Regions from separate parts of the Pan troglodytes genome. Here regions 2 and 3 are each linked to region 1. The links are chromatin contacts, called in public Hi-C maps. All regions are on one chromosome and are shown on one strand. Each heading gives the region's core, a stretch centred on a gene start, on an enhancer-like site or on the middle of the called end of the contact. The rest is flanking DNA. Distances are from core to core; before and after follow the strand shown.

Evidence for each region. A called contact is a pair of places that touch in the nucleus more often than the background predicts.
Region 2: a Hi-C map of stem cell-derived neural progenitor cells shows a contact between it and region 1, with 2.1 times the contacts expected there. The contact joins two enhancer-like sites. A contact is called at or near these places in 3 of 7 Hi-C or Micro-C datasets (induced pluripotent stem cells and stem cell-derived neural progenitor cells) and 1 of 1 other capture datasets (stem cell-derived neural stem cells).
Region 3: a Hi-C map of stem cell-derived neural progenitor cells shows a contact between it and region 1, with 4 times the contacts expected there. The contact joins the promoter of SLIT3 here to the enhancer-like site in region 1. A contact is called at or near these places in 2 of 7 Hi-C or Micro-C datasets (blood and stem cell-derived neural progenitor cells).

The regions. Positions count from the first base shown.
Region 1 is chr4:166,833,776-166,837,698 of NHGRI_mPanTro3-v2.0_pri, forward strand. The region is part of intron 4 of SLIT3 (slit guidance ligand 3); the gene reads right to left. Among named protein-coding and RNA genes, the nearest start is that of SLIT3, 140 kb to the right of the region's middle. Within about 2 kb of position 1,971, at least 5 of the 24 cell types and tissues checked have an H3K27ac peak or open chromatin away from gene starts, as enhancers often do. A contact at or near this core is called in stem cell-derived neural progenitor cells and stem cell-derived neural stem cells, where this site is marked.
Region 2 is chr4:166,663,035-166,666,957 of NHGRI_mPanTro3-v2.0_pri, forward strand. All of the region lies in intron 4 of SLIT3 (slit guidance ligand 3), which reads right to left. Among named protein-coding and RNA genes, the nearest start is that of MIR218-2, 220 kb to the left of the region's middle. Within about 2 kb of position 1,672, at least 5 of the 24 cell types and tissues checked have an H3K27ac peak or open chromatin away from gene starts, as enhancers often do. A contact at or near this core is called in stem cell-derived neural progenitor cells and stem cell-derived neural stem cells, where this site is marked.
Region 3 is chr4:166,973,038-166,976,960 of NHGRI_mPanTro3-v2.0_pri, forward strand. SLIT3 (slit guidance ligand 3) reads right to left here and starts at 2,258. Exons shown (of 36, transcript XM_016954159.4): 1 at 1,835-2,258. The coding sequence starts at 2,031.

The DNA.
Region 1 (3,923 bases), core at 721-3,220:
TTGCAGTGAGCTGAGATCGTGCCATTGCACTCCAGCTTGGGCAACAAGAGCGAAACTCCATCTCAAAAAAACAAAACAACAGCAGCAAAAAACAGAGACTGGTAGATTTTTTTAAAAAAAAGCATGACCCAGGCCAGGCGCGGTAGCTCACGCCTGTAATCCCAGCACTTTGGGAGGCTGAGGTGGGCGGATCACAAGGTCAGCACATCGAGACCATCCTGGCTAACATGGTGAAACCCCGTCTCTACTAAAAATACAAAAAAATTAGCTGTGCGTGGTGGCAGGCACCTGTAGGCCCAGCTACTCGGGAGGCTGAGGCAGAAGAATGGCGTGAACGTGGGAGGCAGAGCTTGCAGTGAGCCCAGATTGCACCACTGCACTCCAGCCTGGGTGACAGAGCAAGACTCCGTCTCTTAAACAAACAAACAAAAAAAAGCATGACCCAACTATACACTAATGTGATATAAGCAAAAGTGCTACATGGCTACTTCCCTTAAAATGCAACCAGCACATGCCCTTTCCCATTTTTTGTTTTTCCTTCATTCTGCCTCTTAGAAAATGTATATAATGGCTGCCACTCCAACTTAGACTACTGGGATAAGGCCACAACATAGGGATAATAGAACAAAGCCAAATCAACCTGGGTCTCTGAGCACTTGGTAGAGCAGAACTACTATACCAACTATAGATTTCCTAATTGTAGATTCATAAAGAAAAATAAATCTCTACCTTGTTTAAGCCATTACTAAGGGGTTTTATGTTCCTTTAGTTGAACTTAATCCTCACTGATCCCAAAGAGTTGTACTTACTGAAGGCTATTACACGTCTATCACTGTGCCATGCCATTCAGAGAGATTATTTTAATGGTCTGAGGAGGAAGACACTACTATTATCTTCCTTTTATAATGAGAAAATTACTGCTCAGAGAAGTTAAGTGACTTGCCCAAGGGCACACATCTCATCTGCCCAGTGTGAACCTCACTTGTCTAACTTTAAGGCCTAGGCTATTAACCTTCATTTACAGTGTAAATGAAATCCAGTGAAATACCTAAGAAAAAAGAGACTTGTCCATTCCTCTTAGCCTGGGTGAAAGGCTTCCTTTCACAGTCACATGGGGCGACGAGGAGTTCAGAAAAACCTTTAATTCATCAAGCATTTCTAAAGAGTTAGCCAAGATTCTTTTTGAATTTATCATCCTTTTGGACATAATTAAGCAATTAATCAATCAGTCCCCTCATTCACTCAACAAACATTTATAAAGGCCTCATGGTGCCAGGACTTGAGATAAGCTGGAGGAATGAATCAAGTGATACAACCCTATCCCTCCCAGCATCCCCAGCGTGGGCTGGGCACTGAGCTCGTTTACTTTCAAAGTTGATTTTTTTCCACATTTCATTGCTCAGCTCCAAGCCAAAGATGTCAAACAGGCAAACCACGTGAAGCCCATTCTCCCAGAAGCCCCATTGTTCCATCCACCTACACTTTGAGGGATCCAGGTCAGCATTTCCCTTTTAGCTCTCTAACATGGCAATGGGAGACTTTGATGTCTCACCTTGCAGAGAAAAGAAAAAAGGGCAGAAAGCCTTCAGAGATGGTGGCCAAAAAAGCTTTGAGATCATGCGAATCCCCAGCGGCATGGTTGGTCTTTCCTCTATGTTGTTCCTTGGAATGAAAAGCGGATTTTTCTAGCTTCTCTCTCACTCCTACATACGTCCCCACCCAGCTCTCAGCTCCTGGCAGTGCCAGCACTCACATCTAGGGATAACAGCTAAAATCGCCTCCTCCTCCTCCTCTGACAATGAAATACGGCATACCATTTGGCATCCCGGCGGTGCCCCAGTCTCCTGACCCCTGGCAGGGTCCCAGGGTATTTGTGGTCGGCCGCTAATTCAGAGCCCTGGCCATAGCCATTTCCCATGACATAGCTGGAATTCTCCCACTGCCTGCCCTCTCAGCTTCAGTTACTCTGCCATGCTGAAACTATTTGCTCCCCTCCCACCCTGTCCATCACTGCCCCTTCCTTGGGCTGAGCCTCTGTACCCGCCCACTGGCTAGACTCCTGAGGCCCTCCATGGGGGAGCTGCAAATCTCTCTTCACTTTTATTACTGACCCGCATCCTGCCGCCTCCACTCCTTCAGCCTGAAGGCCTCTTTAAACTACCGTCCTCTTGAGCAATGATAAACCTCGGTGCCAGAGATGTTTAAAGAGAAACAGTCACTCCCGGCTGACCATATTGATATCAGAAGGGAGGCCAACCATGTGGTTTCAAAGCTGTGGTCATAAAACAGTTTTTTGTTTTTTTTGTTTTTTCATGTATGGTTAATCTGCCTATGAACTAGAAAAATAATCTCTGCCCTTTTGTAGGGCCCATTCTTAGTGTAACCTGGGAACGGGGAAGAGACAGGCCAGGTACTGTCCACTGTGGTAGCTGAGGGTGGGGCCTCAGGAGCCAGGCTGTCTGGATTATAGCCCAGCTCTGCACACTTACTAGCTGGGTTACCCTGGGCAAGTCATAGACCATCTCTGGGCTTCAGTCTCCTTCTCTGTACAAGGAAGAAAACAGAGGGACTACTACCTAGCCTTGTTATGAGAATTAAGTTCATATTTGTAAAGGGTGCCAACATGTGTTTAGCACATATAAAGTGTTGTATCTGTATTTGCTAAAGAAATACTATGTATATATGGGATATTCAGTTAATTTTCACAACAACTTGTTGATGTTATTATGCTTTCATTACAGAGGGTGCTACTGGATCCTTGAGAGTTCTAGAAACTTGCCCGTGGTTAGTAAGCCACAGAGATGGGATTCGAATTTGGGTTGTACTTCCCAGTATGACAGTCATCCTCAAAGTGGGGTCCAAGACCAGCTGGGATCTTGGTAGATGTGCAAATTATCCAGCCCCATGCAGAACCACTGGCTCAGAAACTGGTGGGTAGGTTCAGCGATTTGTTTTAACAAGCCCTCCAGGAGACTGGGATGCACAGAGTTTGAGATGTGCTGTGTATCGCCATGTTGCCCTTACAGCAGGAGGAGAAGTTCCTTTCCTTCCTGTCTCCAGGTTATCAGTACAAAGTGAACATGAGCTGCTCAGACCTCTCAAGCAACACACAGTCATGCAGGTCTTCGGAGTGAAAAGTGCTGTGCCAGATGCCATGGGGACACAAAGAAATGTGAGCTTCCTGCCTGCAAAGCATATTCCCTAATTATCAAAACCAGACAAGCATGTGCGCAAAGTTATCCAACAGCACTGACCACACCATGAGTCAAAGCGTCCGTGTTCAGAGGTTTGGGGTCAAACAGAGCTCACACCATTCCTGGCCCCGATTGTTATGAGTGGGACTTTAATGAAGTCACTTAATCTCACTGGGCCTGGCTCCCCTTACCTTTTCAGGCTGCTGTAAGGATAAAATGAAGTTAGGGCAATGACCTTGTATGATGCCTGGCACATGGTAGGAGGCTTAGTTGCTAAATGGCCAGGGTCATCATTAAGATCTGTCAGCCAGGTGATACAGGATTCACTGCCAAATCATAATAGGAAGGTAAGGTAGGAGTAGGGAGATAGCTCTAAGGGAGAAAGACCTGCAGAGAATGGGGAACTTGAACCTGATTACAACACAGAGTAAATATCTCAATAACAGACAGGAGGGAGAAGAAAATGGCTCTGATGATCATTAAAAGAGGGGCTGGGCACAGTGGCTTACGCTTGTAATCCCAGCACTTTGGGAGGTCGAGGTGGGTAGATCATGAGGTCAGGTGTTCGAGACCAGCCCGGCCAACATAGTGAAACCCCGCCTCTACTAAAAATACAAAAATTAGCTGGGCATGGTGGTGTGTGCCTGTAATCCCAGCTACTCAGGAGGCTGAGGCAGGAGAATCGCTTGAACCTGGGAGGCGGAGGTTGCAGTGAGCCGAGATTGTGCC
Region 2 (3,923 bases), core at 422-2,921, 170 kb before region 1:
ACTGAGGCAAGATTTCTACATCAGGGTCCATCAGGATGTCCATCTTGCACCCTTGGCAATTGCAGCCTTGCAAAGCATAGCCACGAGCCACCTTCTCTTCCCACAATCTCTCCTCTCTTCCCTGCATCCCCAGTCAACAAAGGAGAGAGTCACAGAGAAGGGTGAGGGTGGGACAGGGTAAGAAACTCCAGCCCCAGCTCTAAAACCTTTACAGAAAGCCTTTGTTTGAATGCTAAACGTTTGTTTGTTTGAAGTGATTCAGATCCCGTGAGATCTTCTCAATTCTATTTCACTTTCACATGGCGGGCTTCACCTCTCAACTCTACCTTTCATGACCACCTCACAGCCTTAAAAGCATTCTCTCAAACTTGATGAGAATAAAAAAATTTAAAACAATTATCTCCCTGCCCCAGCCCAGTGTCAAAACAGCATCATTGTAAAGGGAGAGTGAAGGGGACCCAGACAGGTTATTTATTTTTGGCCTGTAAATAGAATTATAGGTTGAATAGAGCCTCTACATCAGCCAGGGGTCTTCAAACTCTTTTTAAAAGCAGGGGAACCTTCTGTCGAATGGAGTTGTGTGCAGGTACAGGGACCTCGGGCAGGTCCTGTCCCTCTTGGGTGGGTTAGTAATGTCCCTCAGCTGACTGCTGGGTCAGTCTGCAAGAACACGCTCCAGGGAGGTCTTAGAGAAAAACAAAACCCAATAACGTTATGTTGTCCTTGAAGAATGCTACACGAGAGCTGCCACGAGTAACAGCAGCTATCATTTATTGCCTGTTTGCCAAGTGCCAGACCCTGCACTAAGCACTTGTTTGCATTTGCTGCTTTCATTGGGCCACTGTCACCTTGTGGGATGGGAATGGTCATCTTCATTCTGTGAACGGGGAAAGTGAAGGTCAGAAAGGTAAAGGAATTTATCTGACATCACACAGCTAGCAACTGGCACTGCTGGGAGGTGCTCTTATTAGATACTATACTAGAAGCACTTGCTTCCCATCAAGAATATCTAACTGTAGTAACTCATAATAGCTAATGTTTTGGGGAGTGGTTATGATGTGCCAAGGACTCTGAACTGGGGGGTTTCATAAAGATTGTCTCTTTTTTTGTCCTTCCAAAAACCTTATCAAGCAAATTGTAGTTGTAATCCCATTTTTGAGCTAAGAACACTGAGGCTCAGAGGCCTCCAAAGGAGGAAGTGGGAGGAATAGAGTCTGAATCGCTCCAAGGCCTCAGCTCTCACCAGCATGGGGCAGTCACCTGCCTGGCTGGGAAGCAGGTGGAGAGCCTACAGCCCCAGGCTTGGGAGGGGACACGGGAGCCCCAGGTGCTGTGTGGGCCACAGCCCTCTAGAAGCTGGGCTGGGTCACAGGCATCACAAACAGTGGCTTCCCATGTTGGCCTCCCCACTGCCCCCACCACCCCCAGCAGCAAACCTGTAGGCAGGAGTGGGGAAATGCCAGCCTGGGGAATGCAGTGCCCTGGGGATCTATCAGGGAGGACGAGGGAAAGCCTCCCCCTTCTCTCAGAGGTTTTGCTCAGGATCCCCAGGAAAATTCTTTCAGTCATTCTAGCTGGCAATTGTTTTCAAAGGCCTACCCCAGAGACTGGAGAGGAGAAAGTGCCTGTCTCAGAATGGCCACCCTGGCTTGTCCATTACCATACAGAAAAACAGCGCAGACTCCACGTTCGCCTCTAACCCACACATTTCCCTTTTGACGCCCAATTCCCATCAGTCTCTGACCCAAGAGCCTGGGGTGGGGAGCTGGGGTGGGGGCAACGGCAGACCCTTTCAGGGCCGGAGAGGCCCCCTGACTGGCAGGCACTGATTTTTTAATTTAAAAAGCAAAGTAAACAGCAATATAAAAGGGCCCATATAAGAACTCAGTGTGTAAGTGGGACCTGCCTCAGGCAAATTTTTCTAATTTTCCTGAAAACAAGCATTTTTACCCTTTGGCCCAAAGCCATTGCCTTTGCCATTGGACTTGGCCCCTGCCCCACCCCCTCTCCTGAGCCACCCTTCTGTGTTTGAGAAGCTGCCCCTGGCAGAAAAGAGAATGACCTCCTGCGTTTTAGTCAGACACTTCATACGGGCTGGTGAAGGTTTTTTGAGATTGCTCACACCCCCAGCCAAGGAGTCTGTGGAAATCCTTCACAAAGTACAAGGCAGCCTTATGAATGGGGAGTGAGGAGCTTAATGACAGACGCAAGGACCCTCAACTACATCTGAAGGAGGAGAAAGAATTATGATGACCGAATCCTGTAGAATTCTGCTGAGGTTTACTTTTACTTTATGCGAGGGCTAATTAAGCTGGATTTATAAATAGGTTATTTATTTTTGTCTTGTAAATAGAATTATAGATTGAATAGAGCCTTTACCTCGGCCAAGGGTCTTCAAACTCTTTTTAAAAGCAGGGGAACCTTCTGTTGAATGGAGTTGTGTGCAGAACCATAGCATAAAAATGGAAGCAAAAGTTCTCCGGTCAGGTTGGAAAGGAAGGCCTGGGGTCCTGCTCAGGCCTGGAGGGCACCCATTTCCAGCGGCCATCTGTCCCCCTGCCCCAGTCCCTGATGTGTTCTGTGGAACCTCAGGGTTCCAAGGGACAGAGTCTGAAAGACATTGCTCTAAATGAATCTGTGCTGCATGGAATGTATTTTCCAGTCGCTGCCTCCAGGATTACTGAACACGGAGGGGGCACTGTGGTCTCAAATCCCAGGAGCATTAGCATTTCCGTTTTCATGTAGGTTGACACAGTGTTCCCTTGTACTAGAAAATGCCAGTGGGTGTTAGCAAAGGCCCTTTACACGCAGAACAATGAGCCCAGAGCGAGGCACGAGCTTCAAAGCCCTCTCTTCATTGGAAAGGGTGACGCGGCGCAAGATTTACCCCTGAACCTCTCTGGGAGTGTGAGCTTCATGGGCCTCAGTAGGTAGGTGTTTGGGTCGGCTCTTTTCAGTCCCCAAATGAAAATATCCTATGGGCTTATCTGAAGCCTCAGGTCTGACATTTAGAGGTGTGTCTTCCTTCCCAAACTGAAAACACACATTTCCTCTCCTTCTCCTAAGAGACTGAGGAATCCCGAGATGTCAGCCAAGCGCAGAACAGCCAGGTGCTCGAGGCGCTGCTGACAGGCTGCTGTGAGAGTCAGGGCTCTGCACTCTCAGGGGGGCTCCGGGTCCGGAGGAGAGCACCCACATGTCAGGCTTCACTTGTCCAGGCCATGCCCATGGCACCCCGCCTACAGGATCTGACGCCTGGCTTTTTCAGAGACTCCCTCTGTCATCTCTCAGAAGCAGGCAGGACAGATGGAGACCCACTACACAGATGTGGACAACAAGGTATTAGGAAGTGAAAGGCCAGACAAAATCCCCCAGGGGGGTCAACCTCTCTCTGTGGGCTCAATGTGCTCCCACAGCCTGCTCTGAAGGCCCTTTTGTCTTAGAAGGATTTTCCATCCTAAGTGACTACAGGATTCTTCTCTCTCCTAACAAGATTTATGGAAAGAGTTTCTGTTTTCTCATATACTTTCTAAGTACGCAGGGAAAAAAAAAAAAAAAAAAAAACTCCTGACTAAATGATGATAGGCAGAAAAGAAACAAGACACAAAGTGAAGATGGGCATAGAAATCTATCACCTTGTTCCTGGTCAGGGGCCACCTTCTCTTCCCCACTGAGTAAATGGTAGAGCCACGTGATCAAAATCATCCCGCTTTTTCCCCATTCTGGGGAAAGCCCTTGGGTTTCTCTTGATGTTATAACATAATACAAATAAAACAAAGGCAAAACACAGAATTTACAGAATGTCAGTTTCTCACAGCAGCTGACCAAGGGCTTCTAGAGTCAGTGGGAATTGCAGGATGCCCAGGATGGGTATGAGGGATGCAGACAAGACATTGGGAGCCAGGGTTCCAGTTGCAACCTTG
Region 3 (3,923 bases), core at 1,008-3,507, 140 kb after region 1:
TTGTTCCAAGGATGACCAGGAGAGTGATAAGGGTTGTGGGCTTAGGAACCAGTCAGGCTTGGATCCAAACACTTCACTAGCTGCATGACCTTGAGTAAATGACAAGATGGCTTAACTGTGAAAGGGAGTAATAAGCATTGCCTATGTAACTAACACGACTGTTGGAGAGATTCAATGATATAATACATATACACAAATCAAGGCATGAAAAGCATTTATCAAACATTAGCTATAATTATTATTTCATTAACTCATGTGGCTAGCACTGGTGTGACGAGGAGGGGAACTTAGTTTACAAGTTATAGGTATCTAAAAATACCACTAAAACAAGTTTTTCACTCCTATGGACTAACTTAATGTCTGAATTAAGGTGTGAAAACCTGGATTCTGGCCCCTTTATTGCCATCAACTTGCTGTGTTTTCTTGGGCAAGTCATTTTACACTTCCAAGCCTGGTTTTCGACATGTGTTAATAAAGATTCGGCTCTCACTCTTTAGGATTCTGTGGTTCAACCCAACAAAACAATCATTGCACTTGTGGAAAAACAAAAAAGTATTGAGCCAAAGGAAAAAGAGAGCACCAGGAATAAGGAAGACAGTTCTGCTGAGTCTCCACCCAGAGATGCACAAAGAAGTGGAAGAGAAGAGGAGGTGGGGTGATAGGAGGTGACTAGCAGGAATAACACACTCTAGGACAATGCTTGTCATCACTACTCTCTTCCAGCCTGAAGTCAAGAAAGCAGAGTGGAAGATCCAGGCGCCTACCCCTAAGGCACATGAGGAAGGGGAGAAGAGGGAGAGCAAGACACGGAGGGAATCTACCACACTAGAGCAAACCCTCACCCACTTCTCGGCTGGGTTCCCAGTAAGGCTCCCACCCACTCCAGCGTTTCTCCCCCACTCCCTTACCCCACCCCAACTGCGGACTAAGAGGAGCCCACCCCGGAGTCCAAGTTTTGAATCTGGTCCGAGGATCAAAATGATAAATGTTTCCAAAACGTTGACATATGAAAAGTAAATATTTGGTTGCACAATTGGGGCTAAAACTAGGGTCAATCCACCCCATTCTCCAAGCGCCTCTCCATTCGCTGCCAAGCCCAAGATCTGAGGCTGAGTGCGGTTTGTAAGATTATAACGCTCGGTCTCATTTGAAGGGCTGTCAGCATTTCCATTCTCCGGCCCCTTCGTTCGGGGAGGCATTTATAACCGAGCCATAAAAAATTCACCCGGGGCTGCAACTTGGCATCTCCCAGACTGCGCTCCAGGCAGAGCGGTTTTTGCGAGCACCCACTCTGAATCTGTCCAGTTCCTCAGAAGTTAAACCTTCACCCACACTCTCAACTTTCCTTGCAAGGGCAGCCAGAGAGCGGCTGGCCCATTCTGATCTCCAAGCAGGTCAACAGTCTCGGGCCCTCTCTCCCGCCTCCGCGCCTTGACGGCCCATCATCCTATAGCTTTCTCCTTCGCCCGCCCCCCTTTTTAACGAGCGCAGACCCCTGACCCTCACCCTAAGACCTTGAGGCTGCAGTGCTCTTGCCTCCCCTCGCCTCTCCTCAGCTACTCCTTGGAAGCTGTCAGCGGGCCCTGCGCCTGGAACCCTCACCCCTGGAGAGGCACTGCTCTTTGCCCATCGCTGGGGGTTTCGAGACCTCTCTTTCCAGATCTGACCAAGCCTACAGACCCCCAGCTCGGAGAGTGAGGGATCGTATCCAGGAAGGGATGAGAATAGAGACTGCATCCAGGGAGGCCGAGGGGAAAGGACGGATCTGGCGCCTGGGGCCCCCTCGGTGGGACCCAGGTGGGTGGCCCGCGTGGGGTGGGGCAGGGGTACTCACAGGCGCTCAGCGTTGCGGGGGATGCCCCGAGGAACCGCGCGGAGGCCCAGCCCGTGGCAGTCCACGCTGGCAGCGGAGCAGGTACACTTGGTGGGGCAGGCGACGGCTGGGGGCCCACTCAGGACGCTCGCCAGCGCCAAGGCCAGCGCCAGGCGGGCGCGCACGGCGGCGCCGACCCCTGCCCACCCGGGGGCCATGGTGTGCAGGGCCCCGCTCCTGGAGGAGGCTGCCTCTGCGGGGCAAGACGCGTGGAGCCCGAGGAGGCGCGCGGGGAGCGCGGGCGGCCTGGGGAGCGGGCGGCGGAGTTAGCGCGGAGGAGGGGCGAGCTCGGCGCTCAGGCGCACGGGGCGCGGGCGGAGCGGGGCGCGCCGGGCGGCGGCGGCGGCAGCGGCAGCAACAGCAGCTCCATCGGCGGGGCCGGCGCTGCCCCGCTGCGCATCGCTGGGAGTGCCCAGGTGCGGAGCGCCCCCTGGCCCCGCTGGCCCGCGGGCCGGGTTGGGGACCTGGGGCGAGCGCAATGGGGCGTGGCGCCCGGGGAGGTCCGGCTTGGGGCTGGGCTGGGGAGCGCGGCGGCTGCGGCTGGGGCACCGGGCGGCCGGGTGAGCTGGCCGGCGCTCGCTCTCTCCATTCACTGAGCACGGCAGACACCGGAGACGCGGGGCCCACCCCTCCGGCCCCCCCCCCCTACCAAGAAACGCCAACTCCGCCTCCCATTGGCTGCGCCGCGCGTCATGTCGACTAAGTTGGGAACTTTGCTGGAGCGACCGAGAGCCTGGAGGGAGGAGGCAGTAGAGGAGGGAGAGAGAAGGAACCAGGGAAGGAAAGGGGCTCGGCCAGCAGGGCCCCGGGAAAGAAACACTGAAACTCATTCACTGTTAAGAGCCAGGGACGGATAAGGCTCCTGACACTTTTTTTTTTTTTAATTTTTGCACTGAGCTGAGCACTCTACTCATATTCTTTACTTAAGTCCACGATCTTCCAAGGGGTCGTCTGAAAACAGCTCAGAGAAGTGAAGCGACTTGCTGGAGGTCGCACAGCTGCTAGGGACGCCAAACCATGGCAGTGTCGCCCACGAAGCCGCTTCCCTACCGCACCTAGTACTCATGGCAGAGATCCACAATTTTGCCTGAAGAGCCTTGGTTGACACCAATGTACTCCACAGCTACACACACACACACACCGTGGTCCATGTTGTTGAGGTCACTGCTGGCAAACCTTACCCGGAAACTTGCCCTGCTTTGCCCAGACCCAGCGCTTGGTGGACTGGTAAAAGTAGTGATGGCAGCGACTTGGACCCCTGGATTGACAATGCCTTGTTCCATCCTCGGGTTTCTGCTTCCTGACTGGGTGACTCTGGGCCAATCGTGTCATCTCTGAGCCTTCGTTTTCTCAAATCAGGGGCCACAGTCCTACCTGGCCTCACCTCCCTGGGTTGTTTGGAGCATCACAGAAGAGAACGTGTTTTTGCAAAAGTCATTCGCGGACGAGGCATCCCTTCTGTCCCCAGCGCCTCCTTTCTTCCGGCGCCCGCTTTAAATTGGCTACGTCTGAGCTTTTCCAGATGCCAGTGGGGAGGGGCGTGTGCGTTAGAGGCTCCATAAATACTCGTAGGAATGATTTTGTTTGTTTGTTTGAAAGGAAAGGGCAGGAACTGGAGGAAGTATTGCCCGGATTTCCTTGAGGTCCCCTCACACTGAGAAGGCCTGAATGAGCCCTGCATATATATACACACACACTGGTGCCTACATATTCACAGCCACGCACACACTCTCACATACTCAGGCTCACACACACCCATTTATACACCCGCAATCACACACACGTGCACATGCATGCTCGCACACACACTCACATAGTGACAACTATACTCCTGAGAGCGCTTCTCTTTTCTTTCATAAGAATACTATTCTGATTTCTTCTACCTCATTTTCCTTCAAGGAAACTTTCAACTACTTGACCACATCCTGTGAATATATAGTAGAGTTGTAGATTTTATTGTATTATACTTAGCAGATTTTCAAAGTCTTAGCTTTGGGCACCCAGTTGCGCGCGCGTACACACAAACACACACATACGCACACTCACTCAA